Linked DNA regions of Sus scrofa: region 1 is linked to region 2. Evidence: chromatin contacts called from public HiChIP or PLAC-seq data. All regions are on one chromosome and are shown on one strand. The core of a region is the stretch at or near the end of the contact, and the rest is flanking DNA. Distances in the headings are between cores, read along the strand shown.

What was found. HiChIP or PLAC-seq counts read pairs in DNA pulled down with a chosen protein or histone mark.
Region 1: a contact with region 2 is called in an H3K27ac HiChIP or PLAC-seq map of alveolar macrophages. The contact joins the promoter of RBBP7 here to the promoter of CTPS2 in region 2. A contact is called at or near these places in 1 of 47 Hi-C or Micro-C datasets (heart right ventricle) and 1 of 2 datasets of contacts at active chromatin or transcription factors (alveolar macrophages).

What each region holds. Positions count from the first base shown.
Region 1 is chrX:13,314,381-13,318,441 of Sscrofa11.1, reverse strand. RBBP7 (histone-binding protein RBBP7) reads left to right here and starts at 1,368. Exons shown (of 12, transcript XM_003134956.6): 1 at 1,368-1,736; 2 at 2,564-2,708. The coding sequence starts at 1,721.
Region 2 is chrX:13,178,949-13,183,186 of Sscrofa11.1, reverse strand. It overlaps CTPS2 (CTP synthase 2), which reads left to right and starts at 2,056. Exons shown (of 19, transcript XM_021080709.1): 1 at 2,056-2,076. SYAP1 (synapse associated protein 1) reads right to left here and starts at 1,173. Exons shown (of 7, transcript NM_001244109.1): 1 at 886-1,173. The coding sequence starts at 1,078.

The DNA.
Region 1 (4,061 bases), core at 119-2,618, 140 kb before region 2:
AATTATATAAAGTTCAAACATAAAGTTTTACTGCAATATAGTCAGGTTCATCCATATTGCCTTAGGGCTGCTTTCTCGCTATAATGCGGCCGAGTACGTTGCTCGCAAAGCCTAACATATTTACTATCTGGCCCCTTTTAGAAAAACGTTTACCAACTCGTGTTCTAGAACCAGAGGACTGTACTGTTTAAACCCCTTCCGATCCTCTTCCCTCTCCAGCCGCTCCCCCCCAGCTCCCTAGCTTCAGTCGCTAACATTCTTGGGCCTGACACGAAAGGGGGAGCGTTATAAGAATGAATTGTATCGTATGGGAAACCAGAGACATCAGGCAGCAAATTTCTATATAAGGTAATAGGAGTGGTTCTGCCACGGACTGGGTTTGTTTCCCGATCAGCAAGGTGGGCATCAGAGCAGCAACTGCACGATTTCGTTTGAGAATCACCATGGTCACTGGCAAGAAGGCACTTGGAAAGTATCAAGGTAGCCTGTTTTCTCCTCACCCCCACGCACGCCTCAGGGGCTGCCAAGTTCCAGGGCAAAAAGGGCTCAGGCAAGCCGGCCCGGGTCAACTCTGCCCAGCTGCGCCAGCTTGGCGGGGGGGGGGGGGGTCACCCTAGGACCCCCGCAGGTGACAAGCATGACTCAGCAGGGCCCGGGGCTAGGATAGAGAGAAGAAAGCCTGTGCAGGGGCAAAATCCCCTGCAGTCTGAAAGACTGCAAACATCGTTCTAAAAACCCAAATTTGTGAAAACGTAATTCAAATCAGCTTCGGGGTGTTGGTGGCCTGTGCACAGGCCCCAGTTTAGCCAACCAGGGAGGCCCGGCGGCTTCTGCAGTCAGAAAACACCCGCGGCCTCTGCAAAAGTCCCCCTTTGCCTCCGACAAACAACACCTCGGCTCCACCAGGCCCCAGGAAAGGCTAGTCGGGTGGAGGGAGACCTTTCGAGGTGCACACAATTGCATGCCTGCGATTATCTGGGAGACTTTGAGGGCACAGTAATCTCTCGAGACCAGAAACCATTTTCCTCTCTCGCTCTGAGATTGTGCCTGGCTAAGCAGCAACAGCCTCCCTGCCCCCCTCCTACCCCCCACCGCCACGGCCACGGCCGCTGCAAGCAGCCACGCCCCGCGGCCCCAGGGCTCGCCGCCCCGGGGCTCACAGCCCCCACGCAGCTTGCACGCCGCACCTCCCTTCGCCCCACCCCCGCGCGCCCCCATCCGCCCCCGCGGCCGGCCCTGGGAGCGCCGGGCGAGACCTCGCGCCTGCGCCTCGCCAACTTCCTGCCGCGAAACGTCCCGCCCACCCTCCAGAAGCCCGCCTCCGAACGCCGCGTGAAACCTGCCTGCTGCACGTGATTGGTCGAAACCACCAAGCCGTTGGCTCCCAGGCCCGCCTCTCCACCGCCTCTCACTTTTCCCAGGGCGGATGCGCCTGCGCTCAGCTGCCTGGGCGGGCTGGGAGGCGCGGGTTGAAAAGTCTCGTTCCAAGTTTGGAGAGAGAGAGAAGAGCGTCTCAGACCTCGGTACCCGCAATCGGGGAGGAGGTAGGAGAGAAGGACGCGGCGTCTGGGGAGCACCCAGGCTGAAAGACGGAGCTGAGGCTTCGAGAGCTGGAAGTGTGTGACGCGCCTGGGAAAGGCAGGAGCGCCTACTGTTGGGCTGCTCTTGGCTAGCGAGGGGAGTCCGAGGCGGCGGCGAGGGGCAAACGACCCGACGCAAGATGGCGAGTAAAGAGAGTAAGAGGCCCTGCGGGGCGGCGCGCGCCGGGGCGGCGGGGGCGGCGGGCGCGCGAGGCCGCGGCACGCGCCGGCGAAAGGCGCGAATTGGCGTGAGGAGCAGGGGGCGGGGCCGGGCGCGAGGCTGGGCGCGCGCCTCGAGGGGCCTACGCGGGACGCGGCCGCGGCGCGGAGGGCTGCGAGCACTTCCGGAGCCGGGCGCGGGGCCGCGATTTGGGCCCCCTCCCCCCCCACCCCGCCACCCCCTACCCCCTCCGGCGGCGGCGCTCTCGGTCCCCGGGCGGAGGCGGCCTCCGTCGCCGGAAAGCGGGCGCGGCGGCTTCTTCCACGCGCGCGCGGCGGCCGCCTCGGGGTCGCGGCTCTTGTCCGGGGGAATTCTGGAACCCGTGGCTTATGGCTGCCGACGCGGGCTTCGTGGGAGCCGAGGCCTCTCCTGGTGGGGGATGGAGGGAGCGGGCCGATGGGTTTCTGCTACACGTGGATTCGTCTCGCCGGGTGGGTCGGGGAGCCTCTTTACATACGGCTCGTCATCTCCGAACAGGTGCGGACAGCTGTAGCGGCAAAACATTTGCGATGTCCGTGTAATTAATTACCCGATTCTGTATTCGCAGGCATTATTGATTTCAAAGTGGAGAGGGAAAAAAAAAAAAAAAAAAGCTTCCTGGTGTTAATATTCTCTCCACGTTGTGGACGAGCAGTTCGTGTCCAAATTAGAGAGAGAGGAGATTAGGTGTGGCCATCTCGAGGTGACCTCCGGTATCTGTGTACAGGTTTTGTTTTCGATCCCTCTCCGCCACTTAATCGTGTGGGCTTTCTCCAAATTTCAGTGTTTGAAGATACTGTGGAGGAGCGTGTCATCAATGAAGAATATAAAATCTGGAAGAAGAATACACCGTTTCTGTATGACCTGGTTATGACCCATGCTCTTCAGTGGCCGAGTCTTACCGTTCAGTGGCTTCCTGAAGTGACTAAGTAAGGGTTTCTGGCACCTTTTATTTTGCGTAAATTTAACTGTTGTCCTGGATTTCCTACTTTTTGGCGTTTTCTGTATGGAACGTAAGCATGTAGTTAGTTTAGCCCTTGGGTGAGGTGGCAGGTGATTTTTATTTTTAAAACTTAAGTGATTTGGGGGTTGGTTTCTGGCGTAATAATGTGGCGCTTAAAGGGGGAGAAAGAATCTGTTGTGAGATTAATGTTATTTGCGGGAGGCACCGGATATGTTTGACATTTATTGGGCATTAACATAGAGCAGCATCTTTTTGGGTGCCAGACTGGTGGGATTTCTTTAAAAACTTTATGGGAAAATAGCGTGCCTAGGAGTTGCGGCTGTGGCGCGATGGGATTGGCGGCGTCTCTGCAGCGCCAGGACGCAAGTTCTATTCCTGCCCCTGCAAAGTGTGTTAAAGGATCTGGCATTGCCGCAGCTGCGACGTAGGTCGAAACTGCGGCTTGGATCTGACCCCTGGTCTGGGAACTTGCATATACCGCGGGTGTGGCCATTAAAAAAAAAGAAGAAAGAAAACAGCTACGTGCAGAAAAGTGCACAAGTCATAAAATATGGCTTGATTAATTTTTGCGAAGCGCACACATCCTTGTAACCAGCCCCCAAGATAAATACGTGTTAATTGCAAAGGGGAAGAGAACTGAGCAGCAGTTCACTACCGGAAAGGTGGGGTTGTTGGCTTATAGTGTGGGATGGGATACACTTTGAAATTGCTCTTGGTCCTCTTAAGAGTATTCTTTTCAATTCTTTGTCAAATTCTCCGGTGATAACTACTGACATTTATTGAGTACTTAGAATACGGCATGGCACATCTCAAGAGTTTTGTGTCCTGTTATTTGGTTTAATACAACAGTAGAATAATTACTTTTTATCATTCTTGTTTTACCAATGTGGAACCGGGCTGAAATGTTGAATAACATGCCCCAGATCACACAGCTGGTAAGCGGTGGAGTGGGCTTTTGAACCCAAGCCAGGTGGCCCCAGAGTTGTGGCAACCTCTGCCCTAGGTTATCTTTTTCATACAGTTGCACATTTCCTAATAGAAACTTGGCCATGCACTTTTACAAGTGTGTTAAATTGTGAGCATATAATTTAATGAGGATTAATCCAACTCGAGAGAGGGAATTTTGTAATGTAAGAAATAAGAGTAAATAAATTACCTTCACATAAAACCGATATAACGGCTGGATTGTCCATATGCGAACATTGACTTCTACAGATAGGGACTTCCATTGGGCTTACCCCAAAATCTCAATGTCAATGTACAGCGGGAAGAAGAGCCGACAACTAAACACTGCAGACTTCTAAGTATTGATATTTAT
Region 2 (4,238 bases), core at 807-3,306:
TAAATTGAAGAGCTCTCGCTTGTAGTGCTGACTGCTTTAGGGTCATCTTTTCAAAGGCGTTTTCCTTGACTATTTAAGCCTGCCAAGGTCTCTCCAGGAGCAGAATTACCACAGGATGTGTTTATTCTGCATGCCTGGGACTTTCACCCTCCTCCCAAACTAGGCTGTAAGCTGGAAAAGAGCACAGGCTTTGACATTAAGACAGTCATGGGTTCAAATTCCACATCTACCATTTACTATCAGCATTAACTTTGGGCCACTAACACTGCAATCGCTGGTCCTCCCGACTCGCTGGGTGTTTAAACAGGTGACTTAAGACACATCCACAAAACATTTAGGGCTGAAACTTGCACATCACGGACAATAACTGGCAATTAGTTTCCCATGTTAAGGAAAATGGTCCCAATGCAGCCTAAAGGAGATGAGCCTGCCTGTCAGAGGCCTTCAGTAAGTAACTCTTCCTTAATTTACTCTGGATGACATTCTGACCTCAGGGCAAAAAGGCACTTTCGACCAATTCGAGCTCTCCAACGTCCTCAGTCCTCCGGAAGTCATAGAGGGGAAAGTTGGCGAGATGAACAAAAAAGAGATTCCTCGTCAACCCTAAAGACGTCGAGCCCCACTGCTTTACTTCGGCCCTGCTTGCAATGGTGACACACTGTGCCAAGAGTGACATGTCACCAGGAACTTCGGGCACAGGATTTGACTGCAAGATAAAGCTTCGGCCTTGCCCAGATCCACACCAAGCTCTCCAGACAACAGACACGCCTTCCGCTCCCTCCCTCCTCCCCCCGACCAGTGGTGGCCCACGCCCAGGGGCGGCAGGAGGAGGGATACGGACGCTCTCTGAAACTCTCTGGTCCCCGGGGCCGGGGAGAGACTCACTGCCGAGGCCTTTGGCCTGATGAAGGAGCTCCTGGTCCCCGGCTTGCTGAGGTTCCCCCTCCGCTGTCTCTGCCACCGCCTCGGAGCGCTGCTCGGGTGGAGCGTCTCCCTTAGGCTGCCCATCTCCCTCGGACTGCCGGCCACCCGGCGCCGGCTGCTCCAAGCCAAACCAACTGCTCAAACCCCGGAACATCCCGCCCGCAGGGCCGCCAATGCGGTCCGGGTCACAGGAGACCCTAGCGGGCGGAGCCTGGTCGGGACTTCACAGGGCGCGTCTCCCTGGGCGATAGCCGGAAGTGTGGCCCCGGAGCAGCCCGTCTAGCCGTGGCCCCGCCTCTACGGCCACTCTGCCGTGGCCGCGCCTGCGTCACTTCCGGCTAAGGGCCCCGCCCCGCGCTGGCTGTTTATTTCGTAACTTGATTACGCGGGTGGAAACCGGACAAAGAGTTTTTCCCACGTAGTTACGCCCCACCCCTTTTCCTCCTCCCCCGGCTTTTAAAGGCGGACTTAGGTGTGTAAACTGCGTCTTTGTCACTCGAAGCGGCTTGGCTGGTGGTTTAGCCTCGCTTTTTCAGGTCCGGCTGGGCTGGCCCCGCAGAAATGGATGTCTTTGGTCTCCTCCTGAGACCACATCAAAGCTAGCCCAGGGCCTTTACGGCCACCTACCAATTTACAGGGACTACAGAGAATGGCGGAAAGGGTTAAAGGACACCACAGGGATGCAGGGAGCAGACTCTAGGCTGTGAGAAACGACGGGCAGGCAACTTGTTTCCTCAAATAAGTTGCAAGGAAGAGGGGAAGGGAATTTATACGTTAAAAACAACTTAAGGGACATGACCTGTGGCAACTTGTGGATTTTATTTGGATCCTAGTTCAAACAAACACTGGGAAAAAAAATGTTGACGTTTACAAGAAGTGGAAATTTGGGCACGGATAGTTCATGAGATTAAGAAAATTTTAAGTTTAAAAAATTTTAGTTGTAGAGTAACATAAAATTGACCACCTTAACCATTTTTAAGTGTATAGGCAGCAGTAGTAAGTACATTCACGTGATTGGGCAACCAGTCTCCACAATTCTTTTCTTGTTGCAAAACTGAAATTCTGTACCCACTAAACAACTCCCTGTTCTCCCCTCCCTCAGCCCCTGGAAATCAAGCTACTTTATGACTCTGACTTCTCTAGGAACTTCACGTAAGTGGAATCATACCACATTTGTCTTTTTATGAATGGTCCATTTCACTTAGCAAATGTCTTCTAGGTTCATTCGGGTTGTAGCATGTGTTAGAATTTCTAAAATTCTGCCTTAAAAAAGGCTACCTAGGAGTTCCCTGGTGGCCCAGTGAGTTAAGGACCTGGTGTTGTCACTGCTATGGCAAGGGTTACTGTTGTGGTGAGGGTTCAGTCCCTAGGCTGGGAACTTCTGCATGCTGCAGGTGTGGCCAGAAAAAGAAAAAGGCTACTTGGAACGTTCTTGGACATAAATTATAGTAATATTTTTTTGATCTGTCTTCTAAAGCAAAGAAAACAGGAGTGAAAACAAGCAAATGGGGCCCAGTTAAACTTAAACGGTTTTGCACAGCAAAGGAAACCATCCACAAAACGAAAAGACAACATACTGAATGGGAGAGAATATTTGCAAATGATATGAGTGATAAGGGGTTAATATCCAAAATATATTAACTGCTCATACAACTCAAATAAAAAACCTGATTAAAAAATGGGCAGAAGACCTGAATAGACACTTTTCCAAAGAAGGTATACAGATGGCCAATAGGCATATGAAGAGGTGCTCCACATCGATAATCATCAGAGAAATGCAAATCAAAATCACAGGTATTACCTCACACCTGTCAGAATGGCTATCATCAAAACGACCACAAAAAACAATGTTGGAGTTCCCATCGTGACTCAGTGTTTAATGAATCCAACTAGGAACCACGAGGTTGCAGGTTCGATCCCTGGCCTTGCTCAGTGAGTTAAGGATCCGGCGTTGCCGTGAGTTGTGGTGTAGGTTGCAGACGCGGCTCACATCCAGCGTTGCTGTGGCTGTGCCTCTGGTGTAGGCCGGTGGCTACAGCTCCGATTCGACCCCGAGCCTGGGAACCTCCATATGCCGTGGGTGCGGCCCTCAAAAAGCAAAAACACACACACAAAAAATGTCGGCTAGGATATGGAGAAAAGGGAACTCTGCTGCACTGTTGATGGGAATGTAAATTTGTGCAGCTACTTTGGAAAACACTATGGAGGTTCCCAAAAAAACTAAAAGTAGACCTACCACATGATCCAGCAATTCCTCTCCTGGGTGTATATCCAAGAAAACAAAAACACTAATTCAAAAAGATACATGCACCCCAATATTCATAGCAGCATTGTTTATAGTTGCCAAGATATGGAAGCAACCTAAGTGTCCATCAACAAATGAATAGGAGTTCCCGTCGTGGCTCAGTGGTTAACGAATCCGACTAGGAACCATGAGGTTGCGGGTTCGATCCTTGCCCTTGCTCAGTGGGTTAATGATCCGGCGTTGCCGTGAGCTGTGGTGTAGGTTGCAGACGCGGCTCGGATCCTGCGTTGTTGTGCCTCTGGCGTAGGCGGGTGGCTACAGCTCCGATTCAACCCCTAGCCTGGGAACCTCCATATGCCGCGGGAGTGGCCCAAGAAATAGCAACAACAACAAAAGACAAAAAGACAAAAGACAAAAAAAAAAAAAACACAAATGAATAAAGAAGATTTTTATATATATAAAATAGCAACAAAATACTATTTGGCTATAAAAAAGAATGAAATTTTCCCATTTGAACAACGTGGATGGACCTGGAGGGTATTATACTTAGTGAAATAAATCAGACAGAGAAGGAGAAATACTGTGTTATCACTTATATGTGAAATCTAAAAAATAAAACAAACTAGTGAATATAACAACAAAAAAAAGTGTACCTTAAAAAAAGCTGAATAAGGAATTCTTGCTGTGGCACAACTGGATCCGCAGTGTCTCTGCAGTGCCAGGATGCAGGTTTGATCCTCCACCCCAGTACAGTGGGTCAAGGATCCGTTGTTGCCAGAGCAACTGTGAAGGTGGCAATTGTGGCTTGAAGCTGATCCCTGGCCCATGGAACTCCACACGCCTCGGGAAGGCAAAAAAAAAAAAAAAAAAAAAAGTGAATAATATCCCATTGTATGTATATTTCACATTTGTTTACCCAATCGTGTGCAATGGACATAGGAACCATTACTTGTTAAGTTATGGTAATGCTGTTGTGTGTGTGTGTGTGTGTGTGTGTGTGTTTAAAAGACTTCTTATCTTTTTGAGAGTCATGCTGAGATATTTACCAATGGAATAATAGGTTGTCTGG